Regions from separate parts of the Mus musculus genome. Here region 2 is linked to region 1. A link is a contact called in public HiChIP or PLAC-seq data. All regions are on one chromosome and are shown on one strand. The core of a region is the stretch at or near the end of the contact, and the rest is flanking DNA. Distances in the headings are between cores, read along the strand shown.

What was found. HiChIP or PLAC-seq counts read pairs in DNA pulled down with a chosen protein or histone mark.
Region 2: a contact with region 1 is called in an HNF4G HiChIP or PLAC-seq map of pancreatic cancer cells. The contact joins the promoter of Itgb4 here to the enhancer-like site in region 1. A contact is called at or near these places in 5 of 484 Hi-C or Micro-C datasets (the G1E-ER4 cell line, bone marrow-derived macrophages, embryonic stem cells and 1 more), 2 of 115 datasets of contacts at active chromatin or transcription factors (embryonic stem cells and pancreatic cancer cells) and 4 of 9 other capture datasets (adipose tissue, embryonic stem cells, liver and 1 more).

Annotation. Positions count from the first base shown.
Region 1 is chr11:115,874,948-115,881,522 of GRCm38.p6, reverse strand. It overlaps Myo15b (myosin XVB), which reads right to left. Exons shown (of 64, transcript NM_001384233.1): 21 at 4,430-4,523; 22 at 3,817-3,844; 23 at 3,545-3,567; 24 at 3,368-3,425; 25 at 3,081-3,211; 26 at 1,870-1,965; 27 at 1,537-1,772; 28 at 1,276-1,454; 29 at 1,015-1,087; 30 at 180-341; 31 at 1-19. Among named protein-coding and RNA genes, the nearest start is that of Myo15b, 20 kb to the right of the region's middle. Within about 2 kb of position 4,227, at least 41 of the 459 cell types and tissues checked have an H3K27ac peak or open chromatin away from gene starts, as enhancers often do. A contact at or near this core is called in pancreatic cancer cells and pancreatic islet, where this site is marked.
Region 2 is chr11:115,971,301-115,977,875 of GRCm38.p6, reverse strand. It overlaps Itgb4 (integrin beta 4), which reads right to left and starts at 3,151. Exons shown (of 40, transcript NM_001005608.2): 1 at 2,722-3,151; 2 at 1-90. The coding sequence starts at 80.

The DNA of each region.
Region 1 (6,575 bases), core at 2,978-5,477:
TGGAGGGATGCTCTCAGCTCTGTGGGAAAGAGTGAATCTAGCTAAGGGACTGCTGTGGACATCACCACTAAGAGGAGTGCAGACTGTTAGGTGAGAAGTCTTCAACATCTATGCACCGCATGATGGCGGGATGGCTGTGGGGTTACCATTTGGGGACAGGGCAGATGGGTGACACATACAAACCAAGAGGAGTGATGGGGTAGTTGTGGGGACCAGCTGGGTCTCCCAAGTCCTCAGTCTGGCCTATTAGGTCCAACACAAAGTCACAGCCAGGCAAGTCACGCCAAGCATCCCCAGAATGCAGTGACACAGACCAGCCACGAGGGGGCGCCTCCAGGCCTCTGGGTGGGACAAGAGAGAGACGTGGAGATAGATGATCAGGAATAGGTAGCTGACAACCCTTCAGGAATGGAGGGCAGTCTTTGAGGGAGAGGGCCCTTCCTAATGATGTCCTCATCCCACATGTGAGGCAGGAGCTCAACCTCACTCAGCAGTCTCAGACTGAGACTCCTATTTATACCTCAAAGCCCTTCTGGTTATCTCCAAGTTCTAATATCCCATCCGCTTGCCTATGGAGTTAGGATCTGGGCCTTATGCTGTCACAGTGCCCGTCATTTAGAATCTCTGTTTTCAGGGCTGGAGAGATGGCGCAGTGGTTAAGAGCACTGACTGCTCTTCTAAAGGTCCTGAGTTCAAATCTCAGCAACCACATGGTGGCTCACAACCATCTGTAATGAGATCTGATGTCCTCTTCCCGGGTGTCTGAAGATAGCTACAGTGTACTTACAAATAAGTAAATAAATCTTAAAAAAAAAAGAAAAAAGACCCTTCCATTAAAAAAAAAAAATCTCTGTTTTCTCTCTGAAATCTACAGTTGGAGCCCATCCACCCTAAAATCTTCTCTTTCTATTCACTGAGGATCAATATCCATTCCTAGGCCATCAGGGGCATGCAGTAGAGCAGCAGTCAGCGGTCAGCAGTCTGCTGCGCTGTCCCACCCTGAGCTTGCCATACCTGCTCTGTAGGATCCACCCTGCAAACTGCTCTCCCGTGGTCCAGGATTCCACTTCCGCGGAGTAGCTTTCCTCTGTGGAGGGGCAGTTAGAGGGAGGGTAAGAGACACAGGGCTCCACCCTGACAGTTAACCAGTTAGTGTCCCCACACCAGACCTAGGACATGAGGATCTCAGGGCAGGGCAATAAAATGGCTGAGGCAGGAGGAGACCAGGGAGCCAGGGCAGGGCTGGCTGCACTGGCTGAGGGAGGCAGGCCTCACCGTTGAATGTGAACACATCCAGCGCCATGCGGCCCCGACGTAAACCAGCCTTCCACTCAAGTTGTGTGGGTGGGTGGGACCTCGAAGCCATGGGAGCCAGCGGTGTCTGCTCCAGGGCACCTAACAGCTTGTGCTGGCACAGGGCTGCCATGCCACTGGGAGCCTGGTCAGATACAAATCTGTGGGGACAAGGCGGGGCTGCTGCAAGCTTGGTGGGGGATCTGGTCCCACTCACAGGGCCCTACCCACTGGGCTTCCTACTTGAGCAGTGGCTTCTCCAGGGCAGGTGTGGGAGCAAAGGAGCTGAGCAGGATCACCATTAGGGCCCAGCCACGCTGATTCTGTTGCTCATCTGGGTTGCGCCACAGCTGGGCCACCAGCTGGCTGAAGAGCTCATCTCGGAGTCCCGGCCGTCGCTGGGCCTGCTGCACGAGGAACGTGCCCATGGTCTGCTCTTGCCAGGACTGCAGAGATCCTTCCCCCAGGAGCCGCAGCATCTGTGGGCACAAAAGCCAGGCCAGGAAGCACAGGGCTCCCCTGCACCTTGCCCGTCCTTACAGTGGCCACCCTGTCCCTCCTGGAGGAGTCACTCACCACCCTGTTGATCTCCAGAGCCTGCTGAGGGTTCTCGCCATCTAACCGCGTCAGGGGCTCGTCCAGTGGCTGCCCTGGTCGAGGCAGAAATGGCTTCTGGAGAGAAGGAGGGTGTCATAGTGTTTGTCCTCTGAATTGACCAGAGAGGAAAGGTGTGTGCGCATGTGTGTGTGTGTGTGTGTGTGTGTGTGTGCGCGCGTGCATGCGTGTGTGTTACATGGACATGCATGTGTAGGTGTCACTCAGAAGAATACGAGTCCTCTTCCTTGTTTGCCCTGATATAGTCTGTTACGGAACTGACAAGCTTGCTGTTTTGCATAGGCCTACTGGCCAGCAATTCCAGGGGTTCATCTGCCCCTGTTTTCTAACACTAGGGTTACAGACATGCGTGGTCATCCCTGGCTTCTTACATGGGTGCTCAGGAAGCCTTACCCAGTGAGAAGCTCCCCACCTTTGATTCTTTCATTAACGGACACCAAGCCAGGACGAGTCCCCTGTGCCTTCAATCCCAGCACTTGGGAAGCAGTGACAGGCTGATGATCTCTGGGAGGAGTTCCAGGCCAGCCAGGACTACCCAAGTTAAGACCCCCACCTTTAACTTTATTAAAATAAGGTTGGGCATGGTGTGACATATGCCTTTCATGCCAGCACTTGGGAGGCAGGGGCAGGTGGATCTCTGAATTTGAGGCCAGTCTGGTCTACAGAGTGAGTTCTAGGACAACAGGGCTACACAGTGAGACCCTGTATCAATAAATAAATTAATCAAAATACATTGGTAATTTCTGAGTTCGAGGCCAGCCTGGTCTACAAAGTGAGTTCCAGGACAGCCAGGGCTATACAGAGAAACCCTGTCTCTAAAAACCAAAAAAAAAAAAAAAAAAAAAAAAAAAAAATTGGTAAATAAACTAACACAAGAATCTTTTTGTACGTGCCGTTATGAATCCTGCTTTTTATATTTAATCCTCTGGCATGGGAAGTTTCCCAGGTGGTTAAACCTTCTTTAAGGACACAACTTTAACGTAGGGCAACCCCACAGTTACAGTAAAGGTGTGGCCGAAATGAGCCTGTGCATTGGAAACTTCTGGGTAAGGACTGTTTCCCAAGCAGCTTTGCTGACCACGGGAATGTCCTGGGAGAAGGTGGACACCTGTTTGTGCCTGGTGGGAGTTACACAGGAGCTTCTGAATGCCAGGAACCCAGAGGCGACTCACCTGAAAGCTGGTGGATACAAAACTGGAGAAGGGAAACTGGTCAATGTCTGGAGGGAGAGTCAGGCTGGGCCGGGCGGGGACCTCAGGTGGCAGGGACTCTGTGATGCTCCCCGTCAGCAAGGCCTGGTGGCCTGGGAAGGAACACAAGAGGCAGCCTAGGACACTCAGTTCTGCCACTCCTCCCATCAGGTTGGCAGAGTGCCGGTGAGTGGCTCAGGGAAAGAGGCAGGTGTGGTAGGCCAGCTGAGCAGCAGAAGGGACCCCATCTCTACACTAAGAGGACTCACCTTCCGCCCTCTCCAGCAGAGTAGCCAGCTGGGCGGGGATCTCTAAGCGACCCAGGTCCTGGTGGAGTGAATCAATGATCAGGAACTAAAGGACAGCCGAGAAGGACTGGGCACACCCCCTCCCCAAATCTCCAGAATGACAGCTGTCCCTAAAGAACAAGGATGCATCCTGGAAACAGATGGTCGGGTTTCCAGAGCCTCTGAGGAAAACCGAGAGAGTCCCAATCTTCTGCTGAGGTGGCACACAAGGGACAGTTTGGCATCCTACGTGCCATACTCTTCCCCATACTATGCCAGGCTGACACCACACAGGACCCCCACCCCACCCCACCTCCCGCACCCGCTTCCAAGATCACTCACCATATTTGACACTTTCCCCCAGGGCTCCCCGCTGTGCGGGCCAGGGGCACACTGTGGGAGAGATCCAGCAAGAGTTGATGCCCCCACACCACTAGCAGCCCATCCCCAACTCAGCAGCTCAGTGTCCCCTCTTGTCCCCAGGAGACAGGATGGTAGCGAGAGAATGTCATAGACCCAGAGGGTGCCACCACCCGACCTCACCTACCCCCCTACCCCCTCTCCAATCTCACCGTCACCAGGCTGTGGATGTCACTGCCTGTCTGCTAGGGCACCAGGAAGAGGTAAAGAAGAAGGGGACAAATGGTCTCAGGGGACAAAGTCCAGCCAGGGAGGAGCCAGGGAGGGGGGCAGAATGTGGGCATTGACCTTTGAGCAGCTTTTATGGCGTTCACATAGGAGTCATCAGGCAAGAGGGAGAGTAGAAGAGGCCTCAGGGGCCTGGAGGGAACAGAAGGAACTGGGGCTAAAAGGGGGAGTCAGGCCTGGGGGGAACGGTGCAGGGAGGAGCAAGAGGAAGCCAGACAACAGCCACAGGGCCCCAGCCGGAACAGGAAATGGAGATAGTCAGTAAGCAGTGGGCTCACAGATTTCAGACCCAGCAAGTTGAGGCTGTTAGGATTCTGCCCACTTGGCCAGCCAAGGTCACCTGGCTCCCATCCTGAGCTTCCCCACAATCCATGAACACTTCTAAACCCCTCATACCCGTAGCTTCTGTCGTCTCCGGAGCAGGGGCCGGGCCACTAGGAGAATGGTGTTCAGCTGTCCCAGAGCTGACCTCCGCTGGAGATATCGCTTCCTGGAGGCCATAGGAGCAACGTTGGGGAGGGTGGGACCCGAAACTTAAGCTTCTGCCCTGGTACCTGAACCCTTTCTAAACCTAGACCGTAGTGTGAAAATGGACCCTGGATCGGTGAAACCCCTGATGTTCAACAGTAATGTTCAAAGAACAGAATGCTACGGGGAACCAGGAAATATTTTGTTCTCAGACTGTTTCACTATGAAGACCAGCCTGGCCCTGAACCTGCCTCTGCCCGCTGAGTGCTACGAGTATAGAGGCATGTGCTGCCACTGCTAGCTTTTAGGATTTCTGTTTTTAATTATGCATATGTGTGTGTGGGGGTCTATGTGCATGTGCATGCAGGATTCATAGATGGCCAGAAGAGGGCGTCAGATCTCTGGGCTTGGAGTTAGAGGCAGTTAAGGTCTCCTGACCTAGGTGTTAGGAACTCGTCTCTGGTCCTCTGCAGGAACAACGAATGCTCTTAGCTACTGAGCCATGTCTCTAGCCCCCTAAATTTTATTTACTGATCTCATAGCTGGGAAATTCTCAAAGATATTCTGTTTGCATGTTCCTTCTTCGGACCTCCAAGGGCTCCAGGCATACATGTGGTACACAGACATGTGTTCACAGCACTTATACACATACAATAAATAAATAAATAAATAAATAAATAAATAAATAAATAAAAATAAGTCTCAGAGCCAGGAGGATGACTTAGTTGGCAAAGAGCTTGCTGCACACACATGAGGAGCTGAGCTCCAGATAAGACAGCTCATTAGTGACCTCAGTGTCTGTCACCTCAGAGCCAAGGGTAAAGGCAGACAGATGCTTGGAGCTCACTGGATACCCAGACTAGCCGAGTCAGCGAATTCTAGGTCCAGTCTCACGAAAGAAAGAAAGGGAGGAAGAAAGGAAGAAAGGATAGATAGACAGACAGACAGACAGAGAAAGAGCAAGGTATTGTGGCCTTTAATCCTAGCACTTGGAGGCAGAGGCAGGAGGATTTCAGTGAATTCAAGGCTAACATGGCCTACAAGTAGTTTATAGATGGCCTGGGCTACAAAGTGAGACCAGAAAGAAAGAAAGAAAGAAAGAAAGAAAGAAAGAAAGAAAGAAAGAAAGAAAGAAAGAAAGAAAGAAAGAAAGAAAGAAAAAAAGAGAAGGAAACAAACAAAGATTGAGAACAAACAACCAGGGAAGAGAGAACTCTGATCTCCACACTCATGTGCACACTTGAGTCCACACCAGCAGGCACATTTCCACATTCACATATGCACACATACATGAACATGTACACACAGAGACCACACACACACACACACACACACACACACATCCATCAGGATTGGAAGTATGTCACAGCTCACTTGCAGAGTCCTCCCCAGCATGAAAATTCAATCCATTGATCAAACAACCCAGCAGTCTGTCTAGAACTTTCACGCATCAGAGGATGGTACAAAGGAGCTAAGAAGACAATGCTCAGAATAGAAAACCTCCAAGTCACACGCTTAATGGTGGCCAGATATCCAGAACACATGGAGAATTCTTGCAGCTTATGAACAGAGACAGGGGAGGGTGGGAGAGGTGGCTCGGTGGTCAAGAGCACCTGCTTTTGCAGCAGACTGTGATTCAGTTCTTGGCACCCACATAATGGTTCACAACTATAACCCTGGCACCAGGGAAGCTGATGCCCTCTTTTAAACACCGTGGGTACTAGGCACATACACAGAGCATATACATACATGCAGGCAATGCCCATGCCCATAAAGGAAAATGGAAGCCAGTAAGAGAGCTGTGTGTGGTGGATGTCCATAGTTCCAGTGCTCAGGAGGCTGAGGCAGGAGGATGGTTATGAGTCCATGGCCAGCCTGGGCTACACAGTAAGATCCTGTCTCAGGAGCAACCAAACAAGAGCCTGGAGAACTCGCTGCTCCTACAGAGGACCTGGGTTCCCCGTGCTTACGTGGCGGCTCACACCCATCTGAAACTCTAGCTCCACTCCCTTCTTTGAACTTCCAAGAACACTGCATACACACACTGCACACACATTCAAGAAAAGCTCTCATA
Region 2 (6,575 bases), core at 1,902-4,401, 97 kb before region 1:
AGGTCTCCAGGGAGGCTGGCACTCAGCATTGCTGCCAGCAGCAGCAGCTTCACCCATGGGCTGCAACAGGGCCCTGCCATCCTCCTCCTCCTGCAAAGCCATAGTGGATACACGATGTCTCTACAGCACTGGTCTGCAGCATGGACTCCCTGGATCCCCACCAGAGCTCTGCAGGTCAGGTGAGACACTCCTGTGTAAGTTTGGAGCTGGAGGCTCAAGCTGCATGTACATGGTGGATCGTGCCTATAATCCCAGCGCTTGGGAGGTGGAAGAGATGGCGGCTATCACGGTTAGCTGGCCACTGGGGGTACTCTGCTTGTCAGTGGAAGAGATGAGGAGTTTTATACCTGTTTTCTGCACTACCTCTTTCTTGCCATCCCTGCAGTGACCACAGGCCCTGAGACCTTTGTCCTGTCTGAGGAAGAGCTCTCTGGCCTTTGTGGACTCTGGGCTCTGAGGTTGATCCAGTACCAGATCTCTTGGAGCTGGTTTCAGCAAAGGCAGGGTGGGCTTTTATTATGTCTCTGCCTGGCAGTTCCCAGTGGGTGGAGCTATGGTCTCTCAGTAGGTAGGCTTCCTCTACAGGGCTCTGACCCCTGCTGCCTGTTCTGTACCAATTGTAGTGTTCTTTGTGCAGGTGGTGGGACCAAGAAGAGAGGCGCTGGCTTGAGCGTGGCTGCTGTCTGTGTTCTACACCGCTGGCTCACCAGTGTGGCTCCTAAACACCCTGCTTTCTACCCAACTACCCCAGAGTTTCAGGACACCCAAGCAGGACCTGGGGTTAGTTTAGGAGCCCCTGTTGCCCTCTGTCACACAATGGTGGCCATTAGAGTATTGGAAAAACCATCTCAGGGCACCAGAAGCCTTCAAGGTCTCTGAAAAGATGGGCAGCTCAAAGCCTTGTCAGGGAAGAGCCTGGCTCCAGAGCTACCAAGGTCTGCACAGAGGAGGGCAAAGGTCAGGGCTACACCTTTTCTGTTTAGGGCCAGAACTTCCAGGGGCACAGACAAGGTCACATCCACTGTCCCTCCACCTTGGATCCTTTCTTAGCACCCCCACATTGTAGGGCAGGGAACAATTGCAGGGTCTGTAAGGCTGAGGCCCTCTGTTCAGAAAAAAAGAAAAAAGTAGGCAGGTACAGTCCCCTGCATCCAAGGGTCCCTAAGGAGGCAGACATCAGTCCCAGCATGTCCACAGTCAGAGCCAGCATGGAGAAGTCACCCTAACAGGGTAGTGGCTAGAGGGGAGCCCTGAATCAGCAGAGGCGTGACTCCTAGGAGAAATGAGTTTCTTACAGCCTTGGGCGTAGGCACCACACCCACACGCTACATAATGCAAGCTGCAGATTTGGCCTCCTCAGGGCTCAATTACCTAGGCAGGTATAGGCACCAGAGGGACAAACCCAGCTCTTACACAGACCCAGAATACAGGGCTGTCCCAAACAGACAGGACGGCAACACACACCCAGCATGTCAGCAAAGGGTTAACAAGGCATCTATCTGCACAGGACCCCAGTGGGAGAGGCTTGCCTGTGTGTGCCTTAGGACAGATGAGGCACTGAGGCTGTGGAGCCTCCCATTCCAGCAGTCAGCACTGGGAGGGTCTGGCGGGGATTTGGGGGCAGTGTAGATTCCACACTGAACCTACACACACACACACACACACACACACACAGGAACTATATAATGTAAAGGCCTAGGCAGACACTCGAGTGTTTGCTTCGACCCAAATTGTATTTTAAAAGTTCTAAAAGTAGTCGCCTAGTATAGAAACAAGATTCCACATAAAGACTAGGACTGAGGATGCCATCACAGAGTGTGTAGCCATGGCAGGCTGGGCCAGACAGGACAGCAGTTCTTGAAGCTGTAACAGCCCCTTGCCTACCCTGTCAGCTATTGGAAGTCAGAGTTAAGGAGTCAAACGCTCATTTTCTGCTGTCCATTCTCTCAGCCCCCAGGAGACTCGATTTTCACTTTTAGTGAGGGTAGAAACAAACGTGCCATCTGGGTTGAACCTATGCTCAGGGTGTGGCAAGTCTGTCAGGAAGAAGGAAGAGGTCTGCCCCTACCCTTGGGAGCCACCTGGAGTCCCGGGCCACAGTGACAGCCAGAAGGCTCCTCCAAGGATCGTGGGAAAGAGTGTATGGCGGGGCCAAGTGCTCGCGGGACTGCTGGATGAGATTCTGAAAGGTCCCCCAAACAAAGGTGCCTGGAGCGGGCTTTGGGAAGAGAGCAGGCTGCGGGCCAGCCAAGAGGAAAATCAGGGACTCCCCACGCCTGACATGCACCCGGGTCACCACACAGCAGGTCCTGTCAAGCCGGACAAGAAGGGGGCTTGCTGCAAGGTAGTTAAGTTGTTCCTCTACTGTCTTCAGATTCAGGGGAGGTAGCACTCAGAGGGCTGGTGAGCCCCCAGCCTCTACCCACTCCTATTACCCACCTACCCAGTGTCCTTTTCTAGCAGGGGTATCTGATGTTCACCATTCTTTCCCTAGATCCCAACTACCCCGCTCCCAGCTGTCCCCTTCCCACATCCTGGCAGGGTTGGCACCTGTCCTGGCAGCATGGGCAGAGGGAGCCAGGGCCTGCCAATCTTCAGGGAAGGGAAGGGAAACAAAAGCCCCGGGCGGGAGTGGGTATTCACTTTCCTCTCCAGCCCTGTTGTCCCGGGGCACCGGGGCGGGCGGTGTGCCCTCGGATCTGCAGCGGGACCTGCACCTACCTTAGTGAGACTACCTCGGACTTGGGCTGCGTTGGGTCGAGCTGAGCGCGCGGGCGAGCCCGGCGGGACAGCAGGGCGGGCGGCGGCGGGCGGGAGCCAGCAGCGCTTTATGGACGGGCGGCGCAGGTAGGAAGGAGGCGCTGGTGAGTCAGGCGGACTGCATTCCTGCGCGCTGCGCGCACCTGTCGGGGCAGGAGCTGGGGTGTCGCCGCAGCCGCCAGGCCCGCCCCCCGGAAAGGGCTGCGGCTCAACCGGCGCCGGCCCCGAGCCCCGAGCCGCCGCGGAGGGGGCTGGAGGAGGAGCCACTCTTCCCTGCAGCACAGACCGGGGCTCCGTCTTCCCCACCCGTCCAGGCTCCCAGATCGGGTCCCCGGGCCGCTCCGGGTCGCGGGTCCGCTTCTTAATACAGTGAGCCCAGCTGGGTCAGTCCCGCTGCCTCGACGGTCATCGGGTCGTGCACCACCCTCTCCGTGTCAGCGCGAGGATAGGTCGTGCCCCAAACTGGTAGGGAGACTTAGCACTCTTGGACTGCTGGCCACTGGGTTCTCTCTGCCTCTACTAGAGGAACCGATAGGCAAGGACTGGGGCCTCTAGGTTTCTTCGGATACTCAAATCTCCTTAAAATGTAATTGTAGCCATCAAGAGGCCACGTGACCTAGTGTGGAGTAGCACTCATGGATTGTTACAGTGTTGGTGACAAGCTGATTCACAAATCTTACTCTTGCGGCAGGCTCTCGAGTGCCTTCAGGCCCCGTTTCTGTTTAATAATGAGTCCGTTGAGGCGCTGCAAGAACCCAACTCTAGTCTCACCAGGTTAGCTAATGCTCACCGCTGGCACTGGACCTCCTCAACCCGTGGGGGCTTCAAGCTCGCCAAGTGTCAGAGCCAGAGTATGCAGTCTGAAACTCAGCCAGATTTATCCTTATATTTGAAGACCCTGAACTAATGTTACAAGATCTTTAGTTTTCTTCGGCTTTGCCACATCCTCTGTTGGTTTCTAAGTCTGGTCGGAGAATATGGCCTTTTCCCACTGTGTAGTCCAGGCTAGTCTTGAACTTGGGGTAATTCTTCTGCCCCTGCCTTGCAAGTGCTGGGATTACAGGCATCCATCACCACACCTGTCCTTTTATTATCTTCCTTTTGATTCGGTGCTTGGTATGGAACATAGGTCTTCATGCGTATCAGCCATGTACTCTACCACTAAACTAGACCTCCAGACCAGAGTATGGCTTCTTTATGGCATTTGCTATACTGGTTTGAAATGATCATCCCACTGGACTGTGGACTCGGAGAACCCATGTTTTCTGCCCCAACCTGGGGTAATCCAAGTTAGGAGAGGTGGAGAGGCCTATGCCCAGGTCTGGGCTAGAGAGAAGGGAGGTTTTTGTTTTTTTGGTTTTTTTTTTGTTTTTTGGTTTTTTTTTCACCAGCCCAGCCCCAGCCCTGGTGCCTGGTACATAGAGGAGTTAAAAAAAAAAAAAAAAAAAAGTGTGATTGGGTAAGATGTCTTAATGGGTCAAGGTGCCTGCTGACAAACTTCATGACTTGAGTTTGATTCCTGGTGGGACTCATTGTCACAAGGTCTCTGTGGTGTGTACATCCATCCCACCCTCTCACATAAACAAATGAGTAAAACGAGTCTGTTGGGGCACTGCTGTTGTGTAGCAGGCCTTTCATCCAAGCACTCAGGAGGCAGAGGCAGGTGGATCTCTGTGAGTTCAAGGTCAGCCTGGTCTACATGGAGAGCTTCAGGCCAGCCAGGGCTATATAGATTTTGCTTCAAACATAATACAAATAAAAATGATTTTTAATAGCCCTGTCAGCCCTGTCCAGCCATCTGAGGGCTGTTCTGCACAGGCCAGGTCCCCAGGGAGACTTCCTCCTGAATGTGGGGGCACTGGGGAAGGAGCCCAGTATGTTTTCGGCACTCAGATGTATGTTCCAGGCCAGCTCAGTTCCTTGTGGACATCAGCCACTCCAGTAGGCACCCAGTCCAGTCTGGAAAAGAAGAGCTCTACACATTGATTTAAAAATAGTTCTTTGCAGCTGGGTGTGGTGGCGCACGCCTTTAATCCCAGCACTCGGGAGGCAGAGGCAGGCAGATTTCTGAGTTTGAGGCCAAGCCTGGTCTACAGATTGCGTTCTAGGACAGCCAGGGCTACACAGAGAGACCCTGTCTCAAAAACCAAAAAAACCAAACCAAAACAAAACCCCCAAAAAACCAAAAAAAAAAAACAAAAATAGTTCTTTGCAGGCTGGAGAGATGGCTCAGTGGTTAAAAGCACTGACTCCTCTTCCAGAGATCATGAGTTTAATTCCCAGCAACCACATGGTGGCTCACAACCATCTGTAATGAGATCCGATGCCCTCTTCTGGTGTGTCTGAACTTACATAAAATATTAAAATAAACATTTAATAATCTTTAAAAGACAATAAATCTTTTTTAAAAAAGATTTATTTATTTATTATATGTAAGTACACTGTAGCTGACTTCAGACACTCCAGAAGAGGGTGTCAGATCTCGTTACGGATGGTTGTGAGCCAACATGTGGTTGCTGGGATTTGAACTCAGGACCTTTGGAAAAGCAGTTGGTGCTCTTAACTGCTGAGCCATCTCTCCGGACCCCAATAAATCTTTTAAAATATTTATTTGTGAGTATAGGGTGGAAATTCGAGGACAATCTTTAGGAGTTGGCTCTGTTGAAGCAGGGTCTCTTGTTTCGGTTGCTGGGCTGAATACTGCAGGGGAGCTAGCCACCTAGCTCTGGGAGCGCTCTGCAGTCTCTAGGTCAGTGCATATGGTTTTTATATGGGGTCTGGAGTTCAAACTTAAACATCAGTGTTGTGTAGCTAGTGCTTGTGTTAGATGAACCAGGGGTCTCTCCGTTCTCTGACAGAAAGGGGAGGGGGAATGGAGCAGGAGCTGTCTTGGGTAGGAACTGGGAGGAGGGAGGGTAGATATTGTGATGTAAAGTGAATGAATGAATGAATGAATGAATAAATAAATAAATAAATAAATAAAACCCAAAACTTTTAGCTGGGCAGTAGTGGTACATGCCTTTAGTTTCAGCACTTGAGAAGCAGGTGGATTTCTGTGAGTTCCAGGATAGCCAGGAGTACACAGAGAAATGCTGTCCCAAAAAACCTTTATCCTTGTGTGTTCCTGTGTCCATGACGCATGTGTGCAAACAGGTGGAGGTCAGAGGGCAACTTTGTGTTGTCATTTCTCTCCTTCCTTCTTTCTGTGGGTTCCCAGGATGGCACTCAGGCCACTAGGCCTGAGTGGCAAATGCCTTTACCTGCTGAGCCATCTCGCTGGTTCTGCATGTTAACTTGATAAAAGTAAAATAGCTATGGGGTTTAGTGGTCTACAGTCAGCTACTTGGGAGACTATGTAGGAGCACTAACGCTGTGGGCTTCCATGGGCTGTGTGGCAAGTTTGAGGCTAGTCTGGGCAACTTTGGAGACCCTGTCTCACATAAATGGATAAATGGCCACGGATGTGCCACTAGCCTAGAATGCATCGGGCCCTCGGCTCCATCCTTAGTAATACACGAGAGAAAACTTTTTTAAAACGTATTTTTCTGTACACTGACGATTTGACTGCATGTATGTGCACGAGGGCATCAGATTCCCTGGAACAGGAGCTACAGACAGTTGTGAGCTGCCATGAGGATGCTGGGAACTGAATTCAGGTCCTCTGGAAGAACAGCCACTGCTCTTAACCACTGAGCCATCTCTTAGCCTCTGTAAAATAAAACTTTATCCACTAGTTCAATCGCTTAGTTTACAAGTGTTTAATGAGCTGCAATGTGAACGAGACACATCACCTGCCCATGGCGAGCAGCATCCAG